Linked DNA regions of Rattus norvegicus: region 1 is linked to region 2. Evidence: chromatin contacts called from public Hi-C data. All regions are on one chromosome and are shown on one strand. Each heading gives the region's core, a stretch centred on a gene start, on an enhancer-like site or on the middle of the called end of the contact. The rest is flanking DNA. Distances are from core to core; before and after follow the strand shown. Region 1 overlaps Pcdh12 (protocadherin 12). Region 2 has its middle 16 kb from the start of Arap3.

Region 1 (4,995 bases), core at 1,362-3,861, 260 kb after region 2:
TAACAATGATTTTTAAAAAATAGAACCTGGGGGCGAGATGGCTTATTGGTTAAGAGTACCAGCTGCTTTTCCAGAGGACCTGGAATTTTCAATTCCTAGCACCCACATGGCTGCTTACAACTGTCTGTAAATCCAGTTCCAGGGGATTCAGTACCCTCATACATACAAATGTGCAGGCATAAACACCAGTGCACATAAAATAAAAATAAATACATGAAAAAGGTAAAATCCGGGGTTGGGGATTTAGCTCAGTGGTAGAGCGCTTGCCTAGCAAGCACAAGGCCCTGGGTTCGGTCCCCAGTTCTGAAAAAAAGAAAAAAGAAAAAAAAAAAAGGTAAAAACCATGGTCATCAAACAAAGGAAAGCTGGGTATGTGGCTCATGCCTGTGATTCCAGTGCTTCCCACTGGGAAATCGAGGCAGGAGGATTTCGAAGAAGAATTCAAGGTCAGCCTGGGCTACATATTGACAGAGCAAAACCCTGTCTTAAATAACTAAACCTGGTTGGGGATTTAGCTCAGCGGTAGAGCACTTGCCTAGCAAGCGCAAGGGCCTGGGTTCAATCCCCAGCTCTGAAAAAAAAAAAAGAAAAGAAAACAAAAAAAAACAAAACAAAACAAAAAAAAAAAAAAAAAACACGGTTGGGGATTTAGCTCAGTGGTAGAGCGCTTGCCTAGCAAGCGTAAGGCCCTGGGTTCGGTCCCCAGCTCAAAAAAAAAAAAAAAAAAAAACCAAAAAACCAAAAAACTAAACCTACCACCATATAACTAAATAAGCAAACGTATAAATAACCACTTTCCGAGACTGCAGGGCAAATAAGATGCTGGCCACGCCCCTCTCGACAGTGGACTGGAGCAGAACTCTGCAGCCTGGGTGCATGGGAGGATGATGGGCACAGAGACAGCCCCAGGGTGACCCCGGGGCATCCCTACCTGTATTAGGATCCAACAGGCTGGACAACTCTTCTTCTAGAAGTCGCTTTACAGAAAGATCCTCCTCTGGGCTTGGGGGCCCTTCTTCCAAGTCAGGTTCTGATAGGCCACCAGGCCTGATGCCTAAGCCATCTGTGTCTGGGATGGTAGCTCTGTGAAGAAAGCCAGCAGGGTTTCAAGTGAGGAATTCCCAGGTAACTGTCTGTTCAGACAGCATGTGTCATCTATACAAGGACCTGGTACATGGCCTGGCTTACAGAGTCAGGGTGAACTGGGTCTTCCACTCCTGAAGATTGTTTCCTCTAGAAGGAAATGGGAGTAATACCTAGTAACTTCTCTGGGCCGTTGTAAAATGAGACTATTAGTAAGGTGCCCTGCAACAGTGTAACGGGTAGGCACACAGAAGAGAAATGACGCCATTGGGAGTGTTGCTCACTACTGCCCCCTCACGCCTCTGAAGAGTATAGCACAGGGCAACATTTAGTAAACTTCAGTCAACTTGGTCATCTACCCTGCACCAACCAGGCAAAGCTTTTTTTTTTTTTTTTTTTTTTTTTTTTTTTTTTTGCCTTTCTTATTCCTCACTCTCTTGTCAAGTACTCAGAGCATGGCCTGGCACACATAGGGTGCTTGACAAACATAGTCAAGGAAGAAGTAGTTTTCTCCCTACCAAAGTCACATCTCAGAGAAAAGGAGCAGGGGTTTGTGTGTGTGTGTGTGTGTGTGTGTGTGTGTGTGTGTGTGTATGTGTGTGTGTGTCTGTCTGTCTGTCTGTCTGTCAGTGTGTCTGTCTGTCTTTCTCTCTGTTTGTGTCTGTCTTTCTCTGTTTGTGTCTGTCTCTTTCTCTGTGTGTCTGTCTGTGTGTGTGTTTGTGTGTCTATGTCTCTCTTTCTGAGTGTGTGTCTGTCTCTGTGTGTGTCCATGTATCTATCTGTCTGTCACTCTCTCTCTCTTTCTGTGCTCTCTCTCCCTCTGTGTGTGTGTCTGTCTGTCTGTCTGTCTCTGTGTGTCTGTCTCTGTGTGTGTCCCTCCCTCTCTCTCTCTCTCTTTCTCTCTGTGTCTGTGTGTGTGTCTGACTCTTTCTCTCTCTCTCCCTCTCTCTCTCTCTCTCCCCCTCTGTGTGTGTGTGTGTTTGTATTGTGTGTGTGTTGCATCATATCTACATCAGCACCCCAGCTTCCTGCCTAAACATGGGATCCCTATGTTTCATTGATCCTCAGGGCCTCTGACAGTCCCTCAAGAGGAAGCTCATTTCTACAGGTGAAAAGCCTCCCCAGAGTCCCTAAGACCCAAGAGTCCTGTCTGCTGTCTGTTGTCCTCATTTCTGATTGTGCCCCTTGCTGCTGCCCTTAAGAGATCAGCTGGGGGTAGCAAGCTGGGGGTAATAATGCTGATTACCCTAAGCCAGGTGCGCTCCCAAAAGGTGCGGCGCTCGCTCACTGGACACTTTTAAGCCTATATGGAAGAGTCATTCCCGTTTTACCAGTGAGACAATTTCTGCAGCTTGCCTATCCTCCTGCTCCCACTTGTTGACTAAGTAATTAAGCAAGAATTCAAATCCAGACTCATGACTCTGGAATGCATGTACTATTAAGGCTCTGGAAAGCACACCAAAAAAGTGAAGGCCTTTAAAGCTGCCCTTCTGACCTCCTATCCCAGAGCTCCTGCTCCCCACCCCACCCCCCCAGCAAGTAGATATCGATCTAGAATTCCTTTCCCAAAGTAGGTCATAGAAACTAGAACTCTATCCAAAGCCAACCCTAAAACCTAAAAACAGGACTTGAATTTCCCCCTTACTTTCTGAGAGTTGGCAATAAAGAAATTCTCTGAGCTGCCTAGCTCAATTGCAGGTTATAAGTCCCTCGTTCCAGAAAAAAAACTCCTTGCCCATACCTGGGAGCAAGAAATGCTTGGTGGAACAGTACAGAAGCTATACAGATAGATAGACCTTGCTGGGGCTCCCCCGTCCTGGTCTTAATTTCCATTCGCTCAGACCCCTTTTACCCAATTATATTTTCTTAGGGATCCCTGCAATGCTGAACCCAAATTTAAAAACGGGTCTTTGGCTTTTCAATCTAAAGGTTTCTAAATTATGATTTGAAAAAAAATGTAACAGGGCCAGTGAGACAGATGCCTTAGTGGCTAAGGGTACTTGTCACCAAACCCAATGACCTGAGTTCAATCTTTAGCACCTAAGTACTGGAAAGAGAAAACAGACACCTACATGTGGTCCTCTATCCACATACACTCATATGCAAAATAAATGTAAAATCATTTTTAAAACGTTTTTATGGCTTTTCTCTTGTTCACTGGTGTATCACCAGTCTATTTCCACAGGCTCAAAAGTTGGGCCCGCAGAAAGAAAATCCATTTCTCCATTGACATCCTCTTGAGGTCTCTTCAATTCCAGGACTGCCCTGAGGGCCACACCCTCACATCTACACCCTGACATAGTAGAGCCAAGAGAAAGAAAGGAGAAAGTTACAGATTTCAAACCAATCAAGTAATCAGGAGACAGATAGTCAGAGGTAAGAGATGAAGTAATTTCCTTAGCGACACTGGGGCCTGTAAATATCATAAATACAGTGGCCCCAGGACGGAGCTTCCAGAGTGGGGGATGGGTGCTGTCTGCCGCAAACACTCCCTGGACTGGGTTCCTAGGGTGTGCTCACCCTTCCACAGATCACCAAGGCATAGGGAGGGTGGCTTAGGGACCCCCAGGGGACTGTGTTGTGGGTGCTACGTGCTGCTTACCTGCTGCTGCCGGGCTTGGCCGAGTATTTATTTCCTCGGTGGTTTGGTTTGGGCTGGAATTGGCCCTGATGCAGCAAGGACAGCAGCTGGGAGATTTGCTACAAGACAGGAAAAATCTGTTGACTCCACACAATTCCGACCCTGCACGCTTCCTCGCCGGATGTTTCCCTCAATGCTGGTGCTTTCTTTTTATAGTTTTTCCTCTGGCTTCAGATGCTTCTGTGATCAGATAGGGGGTTGGGGGGTGGGGGTGGACCTGTATGACTGAGTAAGGGACCTGGGGGGAGGGAGCTTCCTGGCTTTGTCTGTCACTGCAAACCCTGGGCAGCTGAAGCAGATAGATATAGAGTGGAGACCATCCCCACAAGCTCATTCCCGGGAGTGGCTGGTGGACTTTGAGGGTCAGAGTGAAAAAGGTATTTCCTGATCTTATGGTTGTTACTTTGATAAGGATTATCTTTGAACTGTACTCACACATTCTGGCCAATTCGTGTGGGCAATATGGACAACTGCATTGTATAGAGAAGAAATGGTGTCATTTAACCAATTCACTTATTCACCCTGTCAATCAATGGTCATGTATTTAAAAGCATTTGTGCCAGGCATAGTGTTTCCGTGGGACTTATAAAAACAAGAAAGGGATACCCCCCTTTTGTCTCTGGAAGTTCATGGTTTACAAGGAAGGGGGCATGGGGAGGAGAGGGGTGACTGACTATATTTGAGTGTTGGGAAGGGGTGGGCTTTGCAGGAGCAGAGGTCTCAGGCCTATTTTGGAGCAGGAAGCAAGTAGGAAGGTACTGCCGAAGAAAGCTATTCGTTTGCTTTCTGTCCTTTGAGACAGGATCTTACTGTGCTGTGCAGGCTAGCCTTGAACTCTTGCTTTAGCCTGCTGAAAGGGTGGAACTACAGGCATGTGCCACCAAACTTGGCTTTCGGGCAATTTGACAAATGTGTTTGTGAATTCTGGCTGTGTGCCACGAACTCCTGCAGAGCCCTAAGGCTCCACAGGAATTCCGCCAGAGACTAGGGGGTCTAGACAGTAGCAGAAGACGGCTTCTGTTAAGGGTCAGAAAAATGGAAGTTTCAGAAGGTGAAAGAAGTGGGGAACTGTCTAGATGTCAGGCCTATACCCTGAGGTCCTGGAGAGAGCAGAAGCAGACCTTGTCTTGGCAGACTGCATTCTCCTGTGGTCACTAGCTTGGAAATGTTCAGGCAGATTTTTGACATCTACTGAGATCTACCAGCTGAGTGGTCTCTCATCTCTGAAGTGGGTTTGCATCTCCACAGCATTGTCAGTGTTAATTAGATAT
Region 2 (5,302 bases), core at 2,321-4,820:
GTCTTGATTATACACACCCCAACTCTACCCTCTGACTCCCCTACATCCAATTCATGTTCCTTCTACCTTCATGGGCTTTTGTTTGTTTGCTTATTTAAAGATTTATTAATTTTATGTATAAGAGAACACTGTTGCTCTCTTCAGACACACCAGAAGAGGGCATCAGATCCCATTACAGATGGTTCTGAGCCACCATGTGGTTGCTGGGAATTGAACTCAGAACCTCTGGAAGAGCAGTCAGTGCTCTTAACTATTGAGTCTTTTTCCAGCCATATCCCCCTCCTCTTTTTTTTTCTTTTAATAACCCAACTGAGTTCAATTAGCGATGCCTGCATATGCTCAGGCTACCTCCCAGCTGCTACACTTCCAAGAAAAAATGACTTCCCCTCCCTAGCAGTTGCCAATAGTTCCCAGCTAAGGGCAAGGTGTCACATCCTTCCCCTAAGGGCCTACAATCTCTGTATAGAAAGGATCAAGTGCTGTTTAGAATATATCAGAAGCGCCTCAGAGCCCAGCCATACATGTATCATGTTCCTGCCATCCTCTTCCCTGAGTGACCCAAGGCCTGCCCTCCTATTCCCCTTTGCTGGCTGCTTCTTGGTCATGAGGATACATTGGAGTTAGGATGATGAGCTTGTTACTAACCACCTCACTACCTCACACCAAATAATGAACCTAAGTCCTAAAGTATCCTGAAACTATAAAAGTCTTACATGGCCTCATCTTGAACCTTCTGTCTATCTGTCTGTCTGTTTTGCTTTTTTGAGCAAAGGTTTCACTATGTAGCCCTGGCTGGCCTTGAACTCAGAGAGATCCACATGCCTCTTGAGTGCTGGGATAAAAGGCATGTGCCACATATCTTCTTTGATAGGAGCACCATAGACAAACAAGATGAGTCCAAAGCTGGAGAAAGCACTGGCTTTTATTAAGGACAAATCATTTTCCTCTCCAGGGTTAAAGAGAGGCTTCAGTGCAGCCAACCTTCCCCCTGAGGCCTGAGTGGCACTGGTGTTAGCTAAAGGCAAGCAGAGTCAAGGAAGTGAAACTCAGCCTGGGGGAAGGTGGCTGAGCACCGTACTTGTACAGCTCCAGTCCCTAGCACCTGGACCTCTCTCTGAGTGGCAGAGATGCTCACTCTGCATTACATCATTCTGCCTCTTTGTCGGGAAGCTTCTGGCCGCAGGTGCTGCAAAGGGGTTTACTTGAGACCCAGAGCTTTGCACATTCAGTGCACACCCCCAAGTTTCCATCTCTGTCACTGACTCTTGGCCTTAAGAATCAGCCTCTTGCCAGGTGGTGGTGGCACACATCTTTAGTCTGAACATTTGAGGAAAGCAGACAGATCTCAGAGTTCAAGGTCAGCCTGTTCTACAGAGGGAGTTCCAGGACAGCAAAGTCTACATAGAGAGACCCTATCTCAAAAAAACAAACAAACAAACAACAACAACAACAACAACAACAACAACAACAAGGGAATCAGGTTCCAATCCAACCAAACACTCCATCCTTTATTTCCTAGGAGTCAAGGAATAGCCACACTTCTTCCACTTTTGTGGAGAAAAAGCTGCTGCCTGGGACCACTGCTCTGTGCTTCCACCTCCCTCAGCCACTGTCCTTCCCACTGCCCAGCAGTGGCAGCAGTCGCCTTCCAACCCACCAGCAAAGCATACACTCAACCTCTGGAGTCAGGCCGGTGTTTCTTCCTTAACTATCAAGTGGCCACAGGGACTCTAAGAAGGCTCCTTGGTATCTGCTCCCGTTCAAAGGTTTTTACTTCTTTTTACTTCTGACTCGTTGGGAATTGACCCCTCACCTATAGCCCCTGACCTCCTTTCACACTCTAGCCAGTTCTCTCCAGATAGGAGCAGGTTAGAGTACTGTGTTCCCAAGGCCTTGATACCCCCTCCCCCCGTACTCATAAACAAATGGTCACCAGTCTTGCTGATGAAATACCCCTCGAGTGTGGCCATTGTGCTGAAAGCTGGGCCAGCACCAGGGTGGAGAAAGAGGGGGGCATAAGAGGCAGGAGTACAGATTTCCAGGAAGTCTCAAGGTTATGCAGTTCTCAAGCCTTAAATGTTATTCCCCGGGCCGTTCCAATAAGCGTGTCACCTGTACCATATCCGTTCATTCTCACAAGCAAATATTATCACCCCCTCCCCCACTGTATAAGGAAACCGAATGAGGTCAATTTTCCAAGGTCACTCTGTTGAGATTGACATAGCTATGTTTTTCTCACTTTCCACAATTAAGCTGTATGAGTCTCGTGATCCTCTAGACTATTTCAAATTCCCAGGGCCTCTTTGACCGGGTTCCACTGTATATACCTGTAGAAACAGGCAAAAAGGCAGGCATTTCTTGGAGATAGCTGCAGGAAGGGGCTGTGACCAAGAAGGCGCATTTCCGTGCATGTCCACGAGATGGTGCTGTTATACCGAGCCACTGACCTCCGCCGGCCAGTGGGCGCCTCCTCCCCTCTCCCCCGAGGCTGAGGCGTTGTGCAAAGCCCTACCCGCTACCACTAGCGAAGGTCCCCAGCCTTCCTCCACTCTTCCAGATTTCTGCATTCCCCGCGCACGCCCTTTCCTGCTGTGCCCAGTAGTTAGATATCGACTAGGGGTGATGAGGCTTCCTTGAGGGCACTTGGGAGAGCCTCCATCTTTCCTGTTGAAACTGTCTTGACAGTACCCTGTGCCTCCCAGAACCTCAGCGCTCTGCCTGTTCCCTCGTTTCCTTCTTGAATTCCCAAGGCCCTCCCTGTCACTCCCACCCTCTCCGTTTTCTGCCAGTCTTCAGAGGCAGGGACCATTAAGACCGATTCCACAGATTTGGTGATGCAAATGTATGCAAATACATGCAAATCGCCATGTAAAGGAGGCTTGCCACTGTGGTTCTAAGTGGCTGTCACAGCTTCTCTGACACCTGTTCTGAGACAGCTGCCCTGCCCCCTCCTGCTCATGTGTCTATCTGCCTTTTGCCCGTCCCCACCCGCGCGCGCGCGCACACACACACACACACACACACACACACACACACACACACACGACTCTGGTTTCTGGTCTTTCTCCAGGGACCTACGCTGACTTCTGGTCACCAAGGAGTCCTTTGGCCTCTCCAAACACCTTAGAGGATATAAGGAGGGAAGGACCACGATACTGTACACCGACTGGCAGCTGTTAAATTCACCATTTCCTGGCTGAGTGACCTTGAAAAAGAAGTTTAATTTCCCTGTGCCTCAGTTTCATCATCAGTACAATGGGATTAATGATGGCACTCTGCAGTCTGGAGTTTCATGCTATTATAAGTATGCCAATGCTCAACACACTGCCTTAAAACACAGGAAGCATGAAACTGTTAATATTTCGATTCTTGCTGGCCTTGTGGGTCATTGCACGGTCAGGACTTGGAGAAAGATTTACAGACGGACACAGCTCGGGCATGTGCATGAGTGGGTTCCTGTCTGTGCGTGCACACATGAGCATACAGACAGCTGACAGCTTCACACACTGACAGGCGCACGCGCGGGTACACACATTCAGAAACACACACAGGAGGAGGCTGTGGGAGGTGGAATCTGAGTCATCGAGACCAGAGCTGTGGGTGGTGCTTTTGTCCTGATTTCCGGGGCTCGGTGCTCCATTTCGAAATGGAGGAAATGTTTGGAAGATGGCAGAGCTATCTCAACAGTAAAGAACCCTTTCCTTCATGACTTTTTCCCCAGGCTCACTGTTCTTCTGTTCCAACCCAGCTCAGTGTCATCCGGGCTCTTCCCACTGCCCCTGCCTCACTCCACTGGGTCCCAGTAGGAAGGACAGGACAGCTCATGGGGGTGACGTCAGAGCAGGTGGGCCTGCCCCAGCTCCTCCCTGGAGAAGGAGCTGGATGGTCCTGTTGGGGAGGGCGTGTAGAAGCACATGGCATAGTGGCTAAGGTAATCCTCCTGCATTAAGGGAGGAGCTGATCCAGGTTTAAGTCCTGCCTCTGCCTCTGTGGCTGCAGTAGAAGGAAGCTAGTCATACCTAAGTCACTGGGGCTCCTGTGACTTTCCAATGACATCATGGACATGGACATATGTTTTCTTCAGTGTGATGCACTTAGCACGGAATGACACTGAGGGACAGAGTACATTGTGTAGCTCTGTCCTGGCAGTCAGTTTCCTCCCTTTCCACCAAGCTGCCCCGGTCCTACACCATGAAGCCTGGGGAAGAGAGAAGGTGCTCAGGGCCCCTCAGGGACCATCCCATAGCTGGGTGTGGCAGGGCTGACAACAGGCCCTGCATTGTCCAGCTCTTCTCTCTGACTGGAAGATGACTGAGTCGAAACCTTATCAAAAGAGAAAGAAGGACTCTACTGCTTGCCATGTACCTACTGTGTGCTAGGGGCTATGCCAGGAGCTGTCCACATGAGCTCCATGTTCTCCCAAAGCTTGGGATGTAATAGATCCCAGCATCCTTTGTCTACAAGAGGACAAGAAACAGAACTGCTAGCCCAGACACAGTCTGTACTTAGAAATAGTAGGGGTCTGAGCAGCCCCATTCCCTGTCTTCTCTTTCTACTACCCTCATTGGCTTTGACAAGTCTGGGTGGGACCTGGGAACACAGTACCAGGACACCTTTAGCTTCTCCTGAAGGTGTCCAGTTCTGTGAGGCCTTAGTTAGGACAGGGTCTGATTGTCAGGTCAGTCTCTTGTGAGCCTGAGGACAACAGTAGAGCTGATATGAGCTAGTTAATCCGTGGAAAATATCCCCAGATGTATGCACTTGGCTTCCAGCCCAGGGACAGTGACATCAGGGAAGGGTCTCAGGTGCAAGGGACACAGGTGCATGGAGGCGGGGGTGGAGTAGGGGCAGCCTAGACACCTGCTGAAGGCTCAAGCCAGTGCCGGTAAGTGGGTGGGCAGGGAGGGGGTAAGCAGCAGATGGACAGGGCTGGGTGGGGGGCAGGGATGCTGAATCAACTCTGCAGCCCAAGGTGACTGGGAACCTGCATGGAAGCACTGAGTGTGAAGGAGAAGCAAGGGGAAAAGAGAGCCACAGGGAGGGAACACCGAGGCAGCCAAGGCCAAAGACAGGGGCTGTGGTCGACAGAACACGGTGTGAGATGCTAGGGTCAAAGAGCATGGGCTCTTATCTTAACTTCACTACTTCCGTGCTATGTGGCTAAAGACGAAAGCTGTCCTTTAGTTCCCTCAGTTGTGAAGAGAGAACAGTCAGTGTCTAACCCCTGAGCCTCTGCTCCTCCCCCAAGGAACTTAAACTTTATCTAGGCAACCAGCCACAGGACTTCAATCACTGCTGAGGC

What was found. Hi-C and Micro-C count contacts between places; a contact is called where the count stands out from the background.
Region 1: a contact with region 2 is called in a Hi-C map of the A7r5 cell line, with 4 times the contacts expected there. The contact joins two enhancer-like sites. A contact is called at or near these places in 12 of 12 Hi-C or Micro-C datasets (the A7r5 cell line, the Rat2 cell line, Schwann cells and 7 more) and 1 of 1 datasets of contacts at active chromatin or transcription factors (oligodendrocytes).

The regions. Positions count from the first base shown.
Region 1 is chr18:30,360,345-30,365,339 of GRCr8, forward strand. Pcdh12 (protocadherin 12) reads right to left here. Exons shown (of 4, transcript NM_053944.1): 2 at 3,686-3,783; 3 at 932-1,083. Among named protein-coding and RNA genes, the nearest start is that of Pcdh12, 7.6 kb to the right of the region's middle. Within about 2 kb of position 2,612, at least 11 of the 93 cell types and tissues checked have an H3K27ac peak or open chromatin away from gene starts, as enhancers often do. A contact at or near this core is called in the A7r5 cell line and liver, where this site is marked.
Region 2 is chr18:30,097,916-30,103,217 of GRCr8, forward strand. No RefSeq gene overlaps it. Among named protein-coding and RNA genes, the nearest start is that of Arap3, 16 kb to the left of the region's middle. Within about 2 kb of position 3,571, at least 59 of the 93 cell types and tissues checked have an H3K27ac peak or open chromatin away from gene starts, as enhancers often do. A contact at or near this core is called in the A7r5 cell line and liver, where this site is marked.